2 separate regions of the Ovis aries genome follow, and region 1 is linked to region 2. The links are chromatin contacts, called in public Hi-C maps. All regions are on one chromosome and are shown on one strand. Each heading gives the region's core, a stretch centred on a gene start, on an enhancer-like site or on the middle of the called end of the contact. The rest is flanking DNA. Distances are from core to core; before and after follow the strand shown.

Region 1 (4,051 bases), core at 1,090-3,589, 280 kb before region 2:
AAGTAGAAAACCGACATCAAGGGCAGAAGGAGCATTCAGATATGCAAACGTATCCAAGAGGCCACGGCCGAGCTACATATCTGGAGCTCCCTGGTGGCCAGAGCAAAAGGAGAAACACGATGATTTCCACATGACCTACTAAGGCAAAGAAGTATTCAGTCATGCAACACCTCCATATGGCATTCTGACTGTGTATTGGGTGCCAAAACAAAGCAATAAGCAACGTTTCCTGCTGCCATGGATTCGCATTTCCTGCTGCAAGACTGAAAAGAAGTAACAGTCAAAAGCATCTGAGAGCGACGGAGGGGAAAGAAAGGGCCACTGGGCAGAGGCGTGCTTGTGCAGGCCGAGCGACCCGGGAGCAACAGGGGAAAGAAAGGGCCACTGGGCAGAGGCGCGCTCGCGCAGGCCGAGCAGTTCGAGCGGGCCTCGCAGAGCAGGCGGGCTGTGAGCCGAGACCAGAGAATGACGAGAAGGTGATACTTGCGGAGTCTCAGAGGAAGGCGGTTGTAGGGACTCAGGCCTGGAGTGCGAGGGGGCTCAGCCTCCCAAAGGGGAGAGTGAGGGAGTGGGCTGGGAGGGCATTCTGAGCGAGCAGGAGGAGGAGCAGGGGCAAGGGCCCTGAGGCAGGAGTGTCCCAGCAGCAGTGACACCGCTGGATTGGAGGGAACGGAAGGGAGGCAGTAGGAGGCGGGGTCAGATGAGGGTTAGGACCAGCGAGGGCCTGTGGTTGCTACGCCTTTGCTCTGAGGGCAGTGGGAGCCCAGGAGAGTTTCAAGCATGAGGACGCAATCTGACCTGGGTTTCCAAAGCTTGCTTGGCAGCTGTGATGGGAATAGATGAGACCGGCTATCAGGATGAAATCAGGAGCGCAAGAGGAAGGGGATGGTTGCCGTGATCCTGGTGGGAGAGCCTGGGCGCTCAGACAAGGCTGGAAGCAGCTGTGGCCGGGGGCGGACATGGCAGGACCCGGGGTTTGTTGTGAAGTTGGAACAACAGGACTTTCTTGGGCTCGGATTGGGTGTGGGGTCTGGAAGCCAAGGATGTCCCGGAAACTGTGGCCGGAGCCCCAGGGAGTCTGGGCACACCTTTGGCCTTGTTGCTGCCCCCCACGGTGCCCTGAGTTGGTGAGAGCAGAGACACAGACCCCGTGCACAGAGTACCCGAGGGTGAGCCTCCGAGGGTCCCCGGGAAATGGGACCTCCAGGTTTATAGGACAGCTTCTCCACTTCTGCAAAAAAACAAAAATCAAAAAACGCTATTGGGATTTCAGTAGCGATTATGAGTCTGTAGATGAGTTAGGAGAGAACCGCCTTCACAAGGCTAGGTCTTCCACCCTGTGGGCACCGATGTCTTTCCCCTCATTCAGAACTTTACGTTCTTTCAGCAGCATTTTGCAGTTTCCACCGTACGAGTCTTGTACCTGGTTGGTTAATTTATTCTTTTTGATGTCCTTGTAAATGAAATTGCTTTCTTAATTTCCTTTTGGGGCCGGTGGCTTCATTTTCTTTCCTTCTCTGTCCCCTGCTGGCTTGCTGGGGGTGGGAGGGAGGCAGAGGTCGATGTTTTCCTTCGGGGGCTCGTCGCTCCCTTCCAGGGAACAGTCATTCCCTGCTTCCCACGTGCTGGGCTGCTGCTGGGGTTGGTGTGACAGACAGGTGGAGCCCCCGCCTTCCCATTTATGGGTCCTCCACACACGTGCAACACATATGCCCCCGCTCACTCACACGTGGTCTTGCAGCTGTCCGGCCAGACCGTGCTCTCCCTCCCCCAGCAAAGCTGTCACATTGCAGGTCAGCACCTCCCCACCAGGCTGCTGTGTGTCCGTGAGGACAGACCAGCTCCATCTCCAGGCCTGGTGCCTCCCCAGGCTCTTGGGAAATATCTGCCAGGTGCCAGGGTCCCTGCAGGGCTCTGCCTAGCATTGGTGGAGAGCAGGGTCTGGATCGCGGGTGTTCCCAGCCAGGCAGGAGAGGTCTAGGACCAGGGTGCATGGACACTTGCTCAGGGCCTGGGAGGTCGAAGGGAGGCTATATCCTGGTCTGGGTGCCCCAGGCCCTCCTGCCTCGGCAGCAGGGGATGAGAGCGTGCAGCCCCATCTGAAGGGATAGCTGACTCCGGGTGGATGAAGGGGCGTGCTGCGCTGGGGCACCAGCAGCCCTGGGCGTCCAGTCCGGACTCTGTCGATGACTCTCTGTGACCTTGTAAAGAAGGATCCTCCTTCCTTATCCCCTCTCCCTGCCCCCGCAGGGCCTTGCTGCCCCGGGGTGCGGGCCAGGCCAGTTCTGAGTAGGCTGGGTGGTGATCGGTCGTCCCCTGCAGTTCTCCTTCTGGACACAAGAGGGCAGCCGAGGGCCTTGGCCCATGAGGCCCTTCGCTGACTTCAGTTTACGAACACCCTGTTGTGAGCATCTCTGAGCCGAACCTGAAGTTCAGCCACGGTGGGAGGGCCCCCATTTCTCACCCGAGGAGCTGCACTTGCCCACAGCCCCCCAGGCGCCCTGAAGCTGGTCCAGGGGGAATCTTCTGCCTCTGGGCCTGTTGGGCAGAGGGAGGCCAAACAGCCCACGTCTCTTCCTGCAGTGGTCCTTTGCCGTCGCGACCATCACAGAGATCCCCCCGGTCATCTTCCTGCCCAACTTCCTGGTGCAGAGGAAGGTGCTCAGGCCCCTGCGGACCCAGACGGGAGGAACCATAATGGTAGGTGGGGCGTGGGGGGCAGTGGCTGGGCGGGAGCCCCCAGCCCCGGCTCCTTCGCTCCCTGGGCCTTTGCCCACCTGGGGTTTTCCCTCCAGAATGCCTCGTCCTGCTGAGTAGTTGAGCAAAATTACAAATGTTCTTCAAGGCGGCAACAGGAACTTTCTTCCAAAGCTTCTCCCATAGAAATCACTGCTCTTCCCCCAAGACCCCCTGTTAGAGTATTTGCTGGTGTGTAAGAGGCGTCCTTAACCAGCTGGCCCTCCCAAGAGTGTGTCCAAAAACTGCGGCTCTGAGCTTCTCACATTTCAGATGAAAACAAACCCGTGATCTCGGCGGTGGATGGTGGCCCTCACCCACGTCGGGGTGTGGCCGTCACCAACACTCGCGGCAAAAGTGGGTTTCACACCGCGTGTCAGCTCAGTCCAGTTGCTCAGTCGTGTCTGACTCTTGGTGACCCCATGGACTGCAGCACACCAGGCCTCCCTGTCTATCACCAACTCCCAGAGTTTACTCAAACTCATGTCCATTGAGTCAGCAATGCCATCCAACCATCTCATCCTCTGTCGGCCCCCTCTCCTCCCACTTTCAATCTTTCCCAGCATCAGGGTCTTTTCCAATGAGTCAGCTCTTCACATCAGGTGGCCAAAGTATCAGAGTTTCAGCTTCAGCATCAGTCCTTCCAATGAAAGTCAGCCACAGACAGTGAGGAAAAGAAGTGGAAACGATTGAAATGTACAGTGATCTAACCCAGACCTGGATCAACACCGGCTGACCCCTTGTAGTTTTCTTCTTAGCTTTGCAAATCTGTGCACTTTCAAAGTTTATTAGAATATTCCTGCTCACCCCAGAATGATGGGTTCCTACATGATTTTAGGACTAGAGCAACAGTATTTCCGTGAGCAAAATTGTGTCTGTTTTCCCTTCGAGAGCCACGTGAGAATCCTTGTCAGCTCGCATGCAAGCCTGAGAACGGAACTCTGGTTTCCTCCAGTTCCCTGACACAGTTACCACAGGGGTCTACACTTTGCAGGTGGCTCAGTGGCAAAGAATCCGCCTGCCAGTGCGGGAGCCACAGGAGATGTGGGTTTGATCCCTGGGTTGGGAAGGTCCCCTGGACGAGGGAACGGCAGCCCCCTCCAGCATTCTGGCCTGGGAAATCCTGTGGGCAGGGCAGCCTGGTGGGCTGCAGTGCTCGAGGTCAGAGTCGGACGCTACTGAGCGCGCTCACGACGCGCTGCCGTCTCAGAGGCCAGCCGGGGGGTTGCCGGGTGGGGGTGGGTGGTGCCCCCCGTACCCCACCTCACAGCTCATCCGCACCTTGGAGCTGCCTGCAGTGTTCACGGGGGTAGTG
Region 2 (4,149 bases), core at 1,094-3,593:
ACCTGGGAGCTGTGTGACCTTGGGCAAATTACATCTCCTCTCTGCGCTGTTTCCCCATTACTAAAATGAGGGTATTACCTAGGCCTCATCTCAAAGGGAGGCTGAAAAATTAAACATGGGAGGTGCTCCCAAGGTGTCAGGCACACAGTGAGCACTCAATAAATGAGCTGCTGTAGTAGTTACTGTTATTGGGTCTGATTGTTCCAAAAGGCTTGTCCCTGAGCCACAGGAACTATCCAGATAAGAATACACAGGTGCCTTGCCATCCATCGGAACCAGAAGGCCTCTCAAGAGAGAGCTCTGAAACTTCACCTTTCGGGCCCATTTTACAGATGGATAAGCCGAGGTGCAGAGAGCAGCAGGGCCTGGCCCCAGACCACCCTGCCACTCCCCGCCTGACCTGGCCCTCCCTCCCCACCCCAAAGGGCGGCCGCGGAACGGAAGGCGGGCGCCCTCCGTGGCTCCAGTGCTCTCTCCCTCCGTCCCTCTGGGCAGCTGGATCCCTGCGGGGACTGTGAGGTCTCGGCGCCGGCGGCGGGAGGTCGGGCGGGCGGGGCGGCCAGGGGAGGTTATTTTCTGTTGTTTTCCCTTTCTCTCTCCGCTCCCGGGTCCCTCCGCCCCGTTTCTAATTAAAAAGAAGATAAAGCCGCACGCGGCCAGCGCCAATCAGCCCCACCGGCTTCCTGGATGCGCGCGGGGCGGTGGGGCGCGGGCCAAGATGATTAAAGCAGGGGGAAAAAAAAAAGCAAAGCCACCCAGACGCGGGCGAATCAATAACACTTAAAACAGCCGCAGGCAGGCAGCGCGCGAGCCCCGCAGCCGCCTCCCGGCCCGCGGTCACGGCTGGCAGCCGCCTGGTCCGCTCCGTGCGCACCTGCTGGCCGCCGCGGCCGGTCAACTTGCGAGATCGCGGGAGCCGCGGGGCGGGGAGGCGGGGGAAGCGAGGGACAAAACAAAGGATCCATCACACACACACACACACACACACACACACCCCGCCGCAGATCCTGCAGTCCGTCCCCTCCCCAAGCGGAGCTGGGGGCGCCGCTCTCGTGAAACCTGCCGAGGTGGCCCCGGCGCGCCGGAACCCCCCATCCATCCCTGGAGCCCCCACCCTCACGCTTCACGCGCACTATCTCCGAAGTACAAAGGGTGACCGGCCCTGCAAACGCAGCTCCAAGACGCGTCCCGGGCCGCCCCCTCCCACCTTCCAGCCCGAGCGCCGCCCCCGGCCCAACCCCGAGAAACGCCAGGGTGAGACGGGGAGGGCCGCTCGCGGACGCGCCGGCCGCCTCGGGTGCCCAGCTTTAGGGGGCGGGCTGTCCCGCCTCTCGCCGGCGCTGGCTCGCGAGCTTGCGTCCCTGGTTGTCTCGGTCCATCTCCAGCTCTACCCTTGTGTGCGTCTGCTCGGGTGGCTGGCGCTGTCCCCTCGGCCCCGGGGGTCTGAGGGTTCCTGGAAACGCGTGGTGCCCGGGCTTCTGTGCTTTGGCCCAGCGAACGTGCCTCCCTGCGGGTACCTGTTCCCTGCTCGCAGACCCGCCCTGCCTGCCACCCGGGGACTGCCCTGCACTAGGAGCGGCTGTGCCCGCCCCTCTGTGGGCACTTTCTCTTGGGCTCTGGGGGCTGAGCTCCCTGGGAGCTGCTGTGGTCCTGGCTGGTGGTCCCATGACCCGGTCCGAGTGTCCCTGGGAGGCGCTGACCCTTTGCAGCAGGCGACCTCTTCAGGGTCCCCCGCGCTGGAGCGTCCCTGCGGGTTGTCCTTGGCTTGGGGTCGGGGGAGGGGGCTTCCTCCCTCGGGCATTCCCGGGACGGCCGTGTCTCTGGAGCTGTGCGCGCCCCTGGGGCTCGCGCCTGCGGGGGCCCTCTGTGCGCCCACCGTTCCCGCACCTCACCCGCCTCCGCCTATCTGCGGAGCCAACGAAGTTGGCGGCCGGCGGCGGCTCGCGAGCGGCTCAACCCCTCCCCGAGACACGCCAACTTTGCCGGGACGCGCGTGCAGGGGGTGCGAGCGGCCCTTACCCGATCCGGAGGTAGACCATGCCCAGGCTGAGAAAGAAGTGGCCCAGGCAGCGCCGCGCTTTCCGGTTCATAGTCCCCGCTGGCCGCCGGGGCCGCGGGCCGGGCCGGGCTGATCCCGCGGGCCGGCCTTGGCGGGGCAATCCACATAGCCCGCCCTGGAGGCGCGGGCCGAGGCTTCCCGAGGCCGTCTGTCGTCCGCCCGTCCGCGCGCTCGGCGCCGGAGCCTCGCCGGGAGCGCGGGAGCCACCGAGCCCCGGGAAGGAGGGAGGAGCGAGCGCGGCGCGGGGCGACGCCGGGCTGCGCGCGAGCGGCCGGGGCGAATGTGCGAGGCGCGGGGCGTGCGGGGGCGCTGCAGCCGCCCGCCCCCGCCCCTCCCACCGTCCCCCGCCCCCTCCCCGCCCGCCTCCGCGGAGCGCCCGCCCCGCGCCCCCGCGCCCGCGGGACAGGGCCGCCTGCTCCGAGCGCGCTCGCGCTTGCCCCACGCGCTCCCGCGGCGCCCCCTCCCGGCTCCGGGGCGCCCAGCCGGGTGGGGGGCAACGGGAGTCCGCACGAGCCGCCCCTCCGGCGCCAACTCGCCGACTGCGGGGCGAACGGACGCGCAGGGACGGCCCTCCGGTTGGGGGGAATCGGGGCTCGGCCGAGAACCCTCACTCGCGCCCGGGCCTGCCTCCCGGTCCCTCCGAGTGCTCGGAGCTGGGGGGTGGGGGTCGTGGAGAGCTCACTCCCCTCTCCCCAGCTTCGGGGGAGGGCGCCCCCTTTCGCAGGGCTAGTGGCGGAGGAGGATGACTTGGCTCAGCGGATTCGTCCTCACCCCCGTCCATTCGAGGCGGGGCGGCAGGTGGGTGCCCAGGTGAGACAGCCTCCGCTGGAATCCCGCTCCTGGAGGACAGTCTGGAGGCCTGGACTCCCCGCTCGCAGCCCAGACGCGGGGCGCGCGAGCCGCCCGAGGGCTCCGGGCGCAGCCGGCGGCTCGGCGCGCGCTCGCGGCGACACCTGGCGGGCAGTGCAGGTAGGCCTGGCTCGCTCGCGGGGACAGCGTCCAAGCTGACCAGAGGTCCTGACCCCTTCCCATGATACACAGCCCAGTCCAGTGAGCTAGGGGCTTTGGGACTCAGATTGCAACGAAAGAAATCGAGGCTCAGGGCAGCGAAGGTGTTTTCCCAAAGACACCAGCTTGGAGGAGTGGCCGAGCCAGATTGCAAACAAGGCGTGCGTGACTCTAGTGAACAGCTCCCGGCTCCCCAGGGTTATCACTTCTGAACGGCTTTGCTAAATCACACAAGGTCAATGAAAACCACTATTCTAGCGTCCATTCCCATTGCACAGATGTCTGTGCCACGCCCCAGCGTGGGCGCGGCGGATATTTTAAGGAATAAGTACAATATCCTTCTCTCCGAGCTGGTGGGGGAGGCAGACCCTAAGTAAACAAGTGCATAATTGGAGACGTCAGAGGGGCAGGTGCAGATGATAAGACAGAGTGATGGTGAGAGAGAGCTCTGGGGCTGGAGGGTTGATTTTAGACGTGAGGCCTGAAGGGCAGGGAGGAGAGGGTCCGGCAGTACAGGAAGCAGAAGGCAGGACAGAGGCTCACAGGTGGGCAGGAGCCGCAGGAGGGGATGAGGGCTGTGCTCCAGAGAGAAGGAAGGCCAGCGAGGCTGGAGCAGGGAGATGGGGTGTGGATCCCGTGGAGCTCCATGGGCAGGCGAGCAGCTATCCTCTGCCTGTGTTTCTCCCAGCCCTGAGCAGCCTGCCTCCAGAAGGCCCTCAAATGCGCTCTTTCTTCTCTACACGCACCGTCATTCTTGGACCAAAGACACGCCCAGGTCACAAATATTAGGGGACATTCAGAACCAGGGACTGGTTCACAACCAGGACGTTGGGGCAGGTGGATCAAATAAATAATTCAGCGTCTGCCCTCCAGAGGCAAGTAGTTTGAGGACCAGTTTAATCATCACAGAGGTAGTACGTGCTGCATGCCAGGTGCTGTCATCAAGAACATCAGCATATTAACTCATTTAGTCCTCTCAGGATACTATGAGATCAGTGTTACTCTTCTTGCCAATATGAACGGAATGCTGGAGGGAATGGGGTAGGAGGGCTGCAAAAGGTGAGGCCCAAGAGGAGGTCTAG

The links. Hi-C and Micro-C count contacts between places; a contact is called where the count stands out from the background.
Region 1: a contact with region 2 is called in a Hi-C map of hypothalamus, with 4 times the contacts expected there. The contact joins the enhancer-like site here to the promoter of WNT7A in region 2. A contact is called at or near these places in 5 of 16 Hi-C or Micro-C datasets (hypothalamus, liver, muscle and 2 more).

The regions. Positions count from the first base shown.
Region 1 is chr19:58,344,654-58,348,704 of ARS-UI_Ramb_v3.0, reverse strand. HDAC11 (histone deacetylase 11) reads left to right here. Exons shown (of 10, transcript XM_027957834.2): 4 at 2,584-2,700. Among named protein-coding and RNA genes, the nearest start is that of HDAC11, 7.6 kb to the left of the region's middle. Within about 2 kb of position 2,339, at least 8 of the 54 cell types and tissues checked have an H3K27ac peak or open chromatin away from gene starts, as enhancers often do. A contact at or near this core is called in hypothalamus, where this site is marked.
Region 2 is chr19:58,064,590-58,068,738 of ARS-UI_Ramb_v3.0, reverse strand. WNT7A (Wnt family member 7A) reads right to left here and starts at 2,343. Exons shown (of 4, transcript XM_027957827.3): 1 at 2,020-2,343. The coding sequence starts at 2,090.